Linked DNA regions of Zea mays: region 1 is linked to region 2. The links are chromatin contacts, called in public Hi-C maps. All regions are on one chromosome and are shown on one strand. The core of a region is the stretch at or near the end of the contact, and the rest is flanking DNA. Distances in the headings are between cores, read along the strand shown. Region 1 holds the start of LOC100383864. Region 2 holds the start of LOC100193519 (Enoyl-[acyl-carrier-protein] reductase [NADH] chloroplastic).

The links. A called contact is a pair of places that touch in the nucleus more often than the background predicts.
Region 1: a contact with region 2 is called in a Hi-C map of tassel, with 4 times the contacts expected there. The contact joins the promoter of LOC100383864 here to the promoter of LOC100193519 in region 2. A contact is called at or near these places in 2 of 25 Hi-C or Micro-C datasets (ear and tassel).

The regions. Positions count from the first base shown.
Region 1 is chr4:57,024,984-57,030,025 of Zm-B73-REFERENCE-NAM-5.0, forward strand. LOC100383864 reads left to right here and starts at 3,758. Exons shown (of 27, transcript NM_001362216.1): 1 at 3,758-4,251; 2 at 4,347-4,477; 3 at 4,572-4,757; 4 at 4,841-4,924. The coding sequence starts at 4,152.
Region 2 is chr4:56,628,905-56,633,287 of Zm-B73-REFERENCE-NAM-5.0, forward strand. It overlaps LOC100193519 (Enoyl-[acyl-carrier-protein] reductase [NADH] chloroplastic), which reads right to left and starts at 2,033. Exons shown (of 13, transcript NM_001138631.2): 1 at 1,977-2,033; 2 at 1,254-1,505; 3 at 509-618; 4 at 369-424; 5 at 211-295. The coding sequence starts at 1,485.

The DNA of each region.
Region 1 (5,042 bases), core at 2,508-5,007, 400 kb after region 2:
AGCCTCGGCGCACCCTTTCGTCGAGGTGGGCCCGACGGTTGCGTCGATGGTGCTTGTTGCCAAGGTGGCCTGGGGCCGCAGGCGCGGTGTTGCGCGTGCGCCCGGTGTAGACCGAGGCTTCCCGCATGAATCGGGAAGTCGCGGCATGAGGTTCCGAGGGGTATCCCTGCCTTCGGGAGGCAGTGCTCTCGGCCCATCGGGCCGCAGCGTCTTCCAGGAGATTCTTGAGCTCTCCCTGGATTCGCCGACCCTCGGTGGTTGATGGCTCCGGCATCGCGCGGAGGAGCATCGCTGCGGCTGCCAGGTTCTGACCGACTCCGCTGGATGCGGGCGGCGGCCTGACCCTGACGTCGTTGGCGACACGGTGCTGGAAACCTTGGGGCAGGTGACGTGTTTCTCCGGCCGGGGGTTGGCCCGCCCATACCTGCCCGACGTCCCGGCGGATCGTCTCAAGCGCTCCTGCTCCCTCGTCGAGCCTGGCCTGCGCCCCGCGGACTTGCTCGAGCTGTGGGTCGTGACCCCCCGCCGGAACGGGGACCACAGCTAGCTCCCGCGGGATGTCGGCGCGAGGCACCGGCCTAGGAAGATCACCGTCCTCCGGCATGCCAAGATGGTTGCCTTCGGAGGGATCCCCTAGCTCGACGTGGAAACATTCGCGGCTTGGGCCGCAGTCCTCGTCGTCAAGGCTGCGGCTACCGTCGGAACAGTCGGAGAGGCAGTAGTCACATGCGGTCATGAAGCCCCGCATGGCACTGGGTTGCCAAATCCGGAGAAATCCCAACAGATGCTGGGATCGTCGTCTTCCTCGGACCCAGAGGGCCCGTAGGTCGAGACGTCCGTCAACCGGTCCCAAGGCGACCTCATACGAAACCCCAGTGGGGTTGCACTCGCCTCAACGAGAGCGCCCGCCAAAGCAAGGTCGCTAGGCGGGTTGAGGCCGAGTCGAAATGATGTAAGACGGGAATTAGGTGGTACCTTTTGGTCGACGAGGAGCGACATAGTCACATTGGGGACTGGTTGCACCGTCGTCTCAGGTACAAGGGCGACGTCCTGCAAGCTCTCCGCGAGTGCGCTGGCGTCGTCCACTTGCTCAGGATTGGCGTGTCGCGGGAGGACGGCGCTCGCCTTCGTCTCGAACGCGAGGTCGACGCCCGGCGTGCCCTCCGTTGGGGCGCTGGGGACGCCGATTCGCTCGACAGCCGACGAAGCGCGACCTCCCGCTTGGCCTTGGTTGCCCCGCCTCCTCCTCCGTTGGCGGGGGAGAGGACGGGGCGAGCTCGAATGTTGTTCTTCCACCATGCGGGGAAGATGTCGTCGATTCCGCTGCCGGCGGGCGGGTTGTCGGCCGCCATTGTCGTTGTCGCGTGGCGGTGGAAGGAGTATCATGTCGTAGCTGCCGTCGAAGGACATAAACTCAAAACTCCCAAAACGGAGCACCGTCCTGGGCCGGAGAGGTTGCTGGAGACTGCCCATCTGGAGCTTGACGGGAAGCTGTTCGTCAGCACGCAGCAGGCCCCTACCTGGCGCGCCAACTGTCGGCGTTTCGAGACCGGGGGGTCCCTAAGCCGACGAGTGAGTGTGTCGCGTGCCCCAGCCCAGATGGGTCGAGCGCGTGGGCGAGCGCGAAGGGGGGAAGGCGAGGTGGCCGAAGACGGGCGTGAGAGAGGTGGAAATCCCGCGGCCTTCGTGTTCGTCCCGCGCCCAGGTCGGGTGCGCTTGCAGTAGGGGGTTACAAGCGTCCATGCGGGTGAGGGAAGCGAGCGGCCCCAGGAGAGCGCCTGTCCCGTCCTCGTTCCCGCGCGGCCAACCTTCTCTAAGAAGGCCCTGGTCCTTCCTTTTATAGTCGTAAGGAGATGATCTAGGTGTACAATGGGGGTGTAGCAGAGTGCTACGTGTCTAGCAGAGGGAGAGCTAGCGCCCTAAGTACATGCCAATGTGGCAGCCGGAGAGATCTTGGCACTCTGCTGGTGTGATGTCGTGGCTGTCGGAGGAGCAACGGAGCTTGGCGGAGGGACAGCTGTCGGAGCGGTCGAGTCCTTGCTGACGTCCCCCTGCTTCCGTAAGGGAGCTGAGAGCCGCCGTCGTCACAGGGCACGCGGGGCGCCATCATTGCCTATCTGGCGGAGCTAGCCAGATGGGACACCGGTCTTGTTCTTTGCGGCCCGAGTCGGCTTGGGGTAGGGCGATGATGGCGCTCCCTGTTGACGTGGCGGGCCCGCGCCCGAGGCCGGGCGACGTGGGGGCTCCTCCGAAGCTGGGGTCGAGTCTGTCTTCCGTTGCCGAGGCCGAGTCCGAGCCCCTGGGTCAGGCGAGGCGGAGGTCGTTCGGTAGAGGCCAGGGCGGAGTCCGAGCCGTGGGTCGGGCGAAGCGGAGTTCGCCGTCTTCTGGGGCTGAGCCTGAGTCCGAGCCCTGGGTCGGACGGAGCGGAGTTCGCCGTCTTCCGGGTCTTAGCCCGAGTCCGAGCCCTGGGTCGGGCGGAGCGGAGTTCGCCGTCTTCCGGGTCTTGGCCCGAGTCCGAGCCCTGGGTCGGGCGGAGCGGAGTTCGCCGTCTTCCGGGTCTTAGCCCGAGTCCGAGCCCTGGGTCGGGCGGAGCGGAGTTCGCCGTCTTCCGGGTCTTAGCCCGAGTCCGAGCCCTGGGTCGGGCGGAGCGGAGTTTCCTATGGCGCCTTTGGCAGGGCCTGACTGCCTGTCAGTCTCACTCTGTCAAGTGGCACTGCAGTCGGAGTGGCGCTGTCCTTCTGTCAGACCGGTCAGTGGAGCGGTGAAGTGACGGCGGTCACTTCGGCTCTGCCGGGGGGCGCGCGTCAGGATAAATGTGTAAGGCCACCTTTGCGTTAAATGCTCCTGCGACTTGGTCGGTCGGTGCGGCGATTTAGTCAGGATTGCTTCTTAGCGAAGGCAAGGCCTCGGGCGAGCCGGAGATGTGTCCGCCGTTAAAGGGGGGCCTCGGGCGAGACGGAGATCCCTAGGGGTCGGCTGCCCTTGCCCGAGGCTACGCTCGGGCGAGGCGTGTGATCGAGTCGCTCGTACGGACTGATCCCTGACTTAATCGCACCCATCAGGCCTCTGCAGCTTTATGCTGATGGGGGTTACCAGCTGAGAATTAGGCGTCTTGAGGGTACCCCTAATTATGGTCCCCGACACATTCTCTCGCCCTTTTCGGACTGACGCATGGTGCGGGTGCCTCTCGGTTTGGAGCCGCTCTGGCTAGGCTTCTTTCTCCGCTTGTGTGCTCTCTCCCTGTATGTATCTAGCGGTATACTACCTATGTCGCCTCTAGATGTCCATGTCTTCGTCGTGTCCTTCTCCGGTAACGAACAGATATGACTGACTCTTCCCTTCTCTTCCTGCTCTACGAAACCTTGGAAGTGGGGGAGACGAGGGATATGAGTCCCTAATTTGCTGCTTATGGTACCCATTCGATGGCTCGACATCGCCTGTCAATATGGCCATTCCTTTACCACGATGTCGATTCGGTTAGTCAAATCAAAAAAAATATTGTGGGGAGAGCAGAGACAATTAATAAAAAATCTTGAGATCTTTTTGATGAATAGTTTACGTGGTATTGTTGTGAGCCGTCGCAACGCACGAATAAACTAGTACTGTATAATATATATATATATATTATATATATATAAACAAAATAGTTGGCCAGGTACGGGCCCAACTGCATCCGGCCCCGGTGGCCCAGCAGCCTGAGCCAGCGCGCCTGTGCATCTTCTTCCAGCGTGCCGTCGCCTGCATCAAGCGCGGCGCACGCCCACTCGTCCTCTCGGCTCTCGTCCAGACGCCCAGTCGCCCTAGCCATAGGCCCCTAGCCCTAGCACAGCAGCACAACAGCGCCGCCCCCCGCCCCCGGTGGCCCGGCCCCCCGCCCGTTCACCCGCGCAACCGCGCCGCGCGACCCGCGTCCGGCGGCCGCCCATCGCCAGTGCCGTGACACGTCACTCCGACGCCGTCGCCACCAAATCTCCTGGCAACGCCTCACGTCTTCTAGTTCTAATTCCAGCCTCACTGCTGCCATCACCTCCGCCTGCTGTGTGTCTTCCACCTCGCGCTGCCAAAGCCGACAAACCCTAGCCCAACTCTCCCTACCCTCGCCCATCCCACTCCTTTCGTCCGATTCGTGGAGGCGACGGAGGGGCTAAGGCATGACGACCGATGGGCAGCTCAGGGAGTGGGTCTCCGACAAGCTCATGAGCCTCTTGGGCTACTCCAAGAGCGTCGTCGTTCAGTACGTCATCAGGCTTGGTATGCGGCGTTCGTCGAGCTCCTTTCTTTTTCATGTTGCTCGATTCTGTTCCTCTTCTGTTCGTTTACTATGGATCATGTGTGTGCATTCCCAGCGAAGGAGTGCTCTTCACCCGGTGACCTCGTGGGCAAGCTTGTTGAGTTTGGGTTCAGCTCGTCTGCGGAGACCCGCACCTTCGCGTCGGATGTCTACGCCAAGGTTCCCCGCAGGGCCAGCGGCATCAGTGTACGTTTCAACTTTCTCCTTACATTGTTCTTCCCATTGCATTTTGTGAGGGTCCCTTGTTCGTGGATAAAGTACATCTTTTTGTTTGTTCCAGAATTACCAGAAACAGGAGAGGGAGGCGGCAAAGCTTGTCCAGAAACAGAGTACTTACAAGCTGTTGGTCAACGAGGATGACAATACTGACAACCAGACACTGGCAAGTCAAAAGACCTCAACAAATCCATCATCTAAGAGTCGGAAGCATTTCAGGAGGAAAGCAGATCAAGACAGTGATGGTGATGTATGACCCAAGTGCTAACAGCCCCCTCCCTCCTCCCCCCTCTCTTTTACATACAATGATTCAAGTTGAGATGTTGTGTTTAGGAAGTAGTGGCAACAGATTCTGGAAGGAATGTCCGTCGACGAACAGAAGAGGAGGATGAAGAAGGTGGCATCGGCAGTTCTGATGTATGTCTTCTTCTAGGACTAATAATTTGTTGTATATTAAAGTATGGAATTATGGTTTGTCAACTACTTTACTACTATCTCCACTCTAAATAGGTACTTCTAGGTTTGTTTTGGGTAA
Region 2 (4,383 bases), core at 783-3,282:
GGAGGACAGCCATCCAAGGCGTCCGCAAAGCGTCGCCTAGCGACGGTCAAGGGGTTAAGGCGACGCCTTATTGTCTAAGGCGGACGCCTTAGTCACGGACGCAAGGCGAGGCAGACGCCTTGCCCCTAAACCTCGCCTTTCCGCTTAAGCGACGCCTTAACAACTATGGAAGCCATGTTGCAAAACAGGGATAAAAAATAAGAACATTACATCTTCAGGAACATCATCAGGGGAATCGTAGACAGCATCAAGTGGATAGACTTTAACAATATCCATAAGAGATCCATCTGGCAGCCTGTATCAACAGTAAGTTAGACACCTGCTAAACTGTCTGTATGATGAACCCAATAAAGAACTAAAATACAGACTTCCGTGATTCATCAAACTTTCCACGCCTCAGACTTGTCTCAAATATGTTAAGTGCCTGTCAAAGAAGAATACTACATAAGACAATCGATCAGCAAAAGTGTTCAATGCAAAGAAATCTGTAAGAGTCTGATCAACATACCGGCACCCATGTACCCACAAGAATTTCAGCACCAGCCGCAGCAAGTGCCTTCGCAATTGCCCATCCATAGCCATTATCATCAGCAACTCCAGCAATGAATGCCCTTTTACCTAAAAAATTGTAGTGATTAAAACTTACAGTTAGAGAGCAAACTGACAAAAAGGTTCCTTTTATGTTTTCATTCTTTGAATAAAGGCTACCAAACAACAAATAAAATACTCCGTGCTTGACATGAGAATACTACACAATCTAGTAAATCGATTGTTGGTCCTAGTAATAGCAGAAGTATCTATCTTCTACTGCTAGTGGTTTTCTTTCTAAGGCATCATGGGATATCTTTTATCATATGTTAGTCATATGTCGGAATTTCCTTTTTAAGGTACCACTAACTGGTTTGTTCTACATTCCTTAAAACTACGCTATACAAAGAATCAGACTTCCGCTTACTAATAGGAACTATGGACAATAATAAACATGACCTAAATATATGGTTCAATTTTACAATTATTAACTAGATGATATGTAAAATGCAATTATTCTGGGTATCTAAATGCACTGATGTTTATATATGGTCCTCAGCCGCTTAGGGAAAAAATGTCAGGATGGAACTTTAAGCTATTAACTGAAGCCCACCCCCCCCCCCCCCCCCCCCCCCAACCCCCCCACACACGCGCACACACAAAAAACATATGCTACAAACAAAAAAGTAAATACTTTGCATCATACCAATTTCAATTTGAGTTACCTCTGAGATCAATGGGAAGCCCCTGCGGGCCACACTCTTCCGATATTGCTCTTACAACAACATCATTGCGCTTAAACCTTAGAGGCCAGGAGCAGCTGATTTTGGGGAATGTAGCAGTGGTACTGAGCATGCAATCAGTCCTAGAAACCCGTGCGGTAAGAATTCCTGGCGAGGCCGAAATGCAAGGGCGTGCAGCCACCATCTGCACACCAGCAGCTGCAGAAGCAGTCATCGTCTTCAATGCCAACTAACCTATCCAGAAAGAACATGAACATCGTGTTACAAAATTGTGTCTGAGTTCACTACGGCTACAAGAACATTGTTCACGTTGAGTGTAACAAAGAAAAGTTAAATGAACATCAGCAGAAATAGATCGCTGAGTTCCTGTCGATTTTTTAAGGAATATTGTCTATTTTGGAACAAACAAGGAACCCTTTTCTGGAAGAGAGCGGCTATGTTAACGAATCGGGGACGGAGCATATAGATTGGAAGCTCAGGCAGTCACGCCTAAAGCCCGGGACCATGATTTCAAATTTTCACGCCTCCGGAACTAAAAAGACAACCTAAACACACACATCCAGCTAACACCGGCACAAAAATGATGCATCGACACAAACCACTCGCCCCAGAGATTCACCCTCCGAACCTCCGAACAACAGGGCAGCAGCAGGGCGGATCGAGAACGAGAACAGGACGATTGGGATGGGAGCGGCAGCGGCTTACCTGGCCTTAGGAAATGCGGGACGGGGATCTGACTGAGCACACGATGCGAGTGGTGCCTGGTAGGATAGTGGAGAGAAGCGGAGAGGGAGCAGAGGAAATAAAACGAGGGAGTTTTCGATGAGACCGAGGGAGCAGCTGAGAAACCGAGGACGGGCCGGCGTCTGCCTGCGCCTATTGGTTGGTGCGGAAAGAAAATATACTTTTCTTATTTAAAAACTTAAGCTCGGGTTGATAGCTTGAGCTAAAAAAAATTGATGTAGTTAATGGAACAGGTTATTAAGTGCTTCAAAATACTATAGAACTGAAGTTAAAAGGCATTTAGATAAGCCATTTCATCTATTATTTAAATTAAAAATATTTATAAAACTATTTAAATCTCTACTGTACTTAAATCACTAGTTTCAACGGTCGTCCCGCGTCATCTTTTTAAAAAACATCCCTATATTTCTTCTAAAGGGTGTTAAAAAGCAGTGCACGAGGTAGAGTTTGAACCCACACCCTGATGGAAGAAGGGTGGAATACACTGGACAAAGCTATCTAACAAGTAGAACATTATATTCGGGTGTTTATAATATTGAATATAAATTATATATATATATGATTTTTTGTAAAATAAAAAAATAAACGTGTCGGGCTGGGCCAGCACTACGGGCCGAGGCTACGGCCCAAGCACCGCACGACGCTCGTGCTGGGTTGGCCCATGCACTATTAAATGGGTCGTACCTCGGGCCGGCTCGCCAGACACGACTCGTTTGGCCATCTATACCTCCGCACGATAATGATGGTCCTCGCCTTAGTTGCCCCCACATCGTTCGTCATTCTACTTATTTTCTCTCTTCCCTCATGCCTCCACCTTCGTGCCACTCCATTCTCGGCAGAGGGCGTAGGAGCATGCACCTCCTCCTCATATTCGTCCGACACCAGCTTCGACATCGACTCGCGCAGTGGCTATTGCAAGTCCACGAGAACGTTTCACATCATGCGCGCACCATCGTTTTCGCCATCGTCGGACGTCCCGTTCATCTTCCCGGCCTTCGTCCTGTTCTTCCTCCCCAACCTGCTGCCCCCACCCACGGTTGCAGCTGCGAGCCGACAGATGCTCGTCGACACGGGTACGAAGCGAGTCGGTCATGCTCCTGGCCTTTCACGTGCGTGTCGTCGAGGAGGACATGATAGCGCCTGCCACGCTTAGGTTATCTTGGCGATGATGAGTGCAGGTCTGAGATATTGGACAACCAAGGCCTGTAGCGTGGCAGCAGTCGGCATATGCTACGGATTTGGTGGTGGTGTTGTGTCGCTTCGGCGGATCTAGGGTTGGGAAGACACTCGCATTCTCTCGCCCTTCTCGAATTGACGCCTGGTGTGGGTGCTTCTCGGTTTGGAGCTGCTCCGGCTAGGTTTCTTTCTTCGCTTGCGTGCTCTCTCCCTATATATCTAGCAGTATACTACCTATGTCGCCTCCAGATGTCCAGGTCTTCGTCGTGTCCTTCTCCGGCAACGAACAGGTATGTCCGCCTCTTCCCTTTCCCTCCCGCTCTACGAAACCTTGTAAGTGGGGGAGGCGAGGGATGGGGGTCTCTGATTTGCTGCCTATGGTACCCATGTGTTCATAAAAAATAATATGTGAAGAACGAAGACAATCAATAAAAAAATCTTGAAATATTTTTGGTGGGTAATTTACGTGGGTATTGTTGTGAGCCGTCGCAACGCATGGGTAACCGACTAGTTGATATTATAAACTATAGTTCCACACTATAGCTAAAATATGAAGCCATTCTAAACATCCCTTTATTACGATAAGTATGTTTTTGGAATTTTGGCCATAAACCACGTAAGGCCGGAATCAAGACCATGTACATTATTCAACAAAAATCAACATAAGTTTGATAGTTGAGATTCTTTCTTACAGCATATTATTCAATATAGAAAAAGTAGAACATTTGAATCTGAAAGTCGCCTAGAGGGGGGGTGAATAGGCGAAATCTGAAATTTACAAACTTTAAACACGCACTAAGACCGGGGTTAGCATTAGAATTTAATCGGAGTATGGAAGATAGTTCTCCTTGCTTAGAGTTGCTCAATCAATGCGGATAATGTTTGGGAGCAAAACTCAAATCAATATGAGCAAGAGAACTTTTAGAGAGAGGAAAGAGGAGAAACAAATTAAGTGAAGATCAACGAGTGAACACGGTGATTTGTTTACCGAGGTTCGGTTCCAAAGAACCTAGTCCCCGTTGAGGAGGCCACAAAGGCCGGGTCTATTCCAACCCTTTCCCTTCTCAATCGGTCACACAAACCGGTCGAGGCTTCTCCTTAATCACTTGGATCACTAAGACCCCGCAAGGATCACCACACACTTAGGTGTCTCTTGCTAGCTTTACAAAGCACTTAGAGAAATAAGAATGAG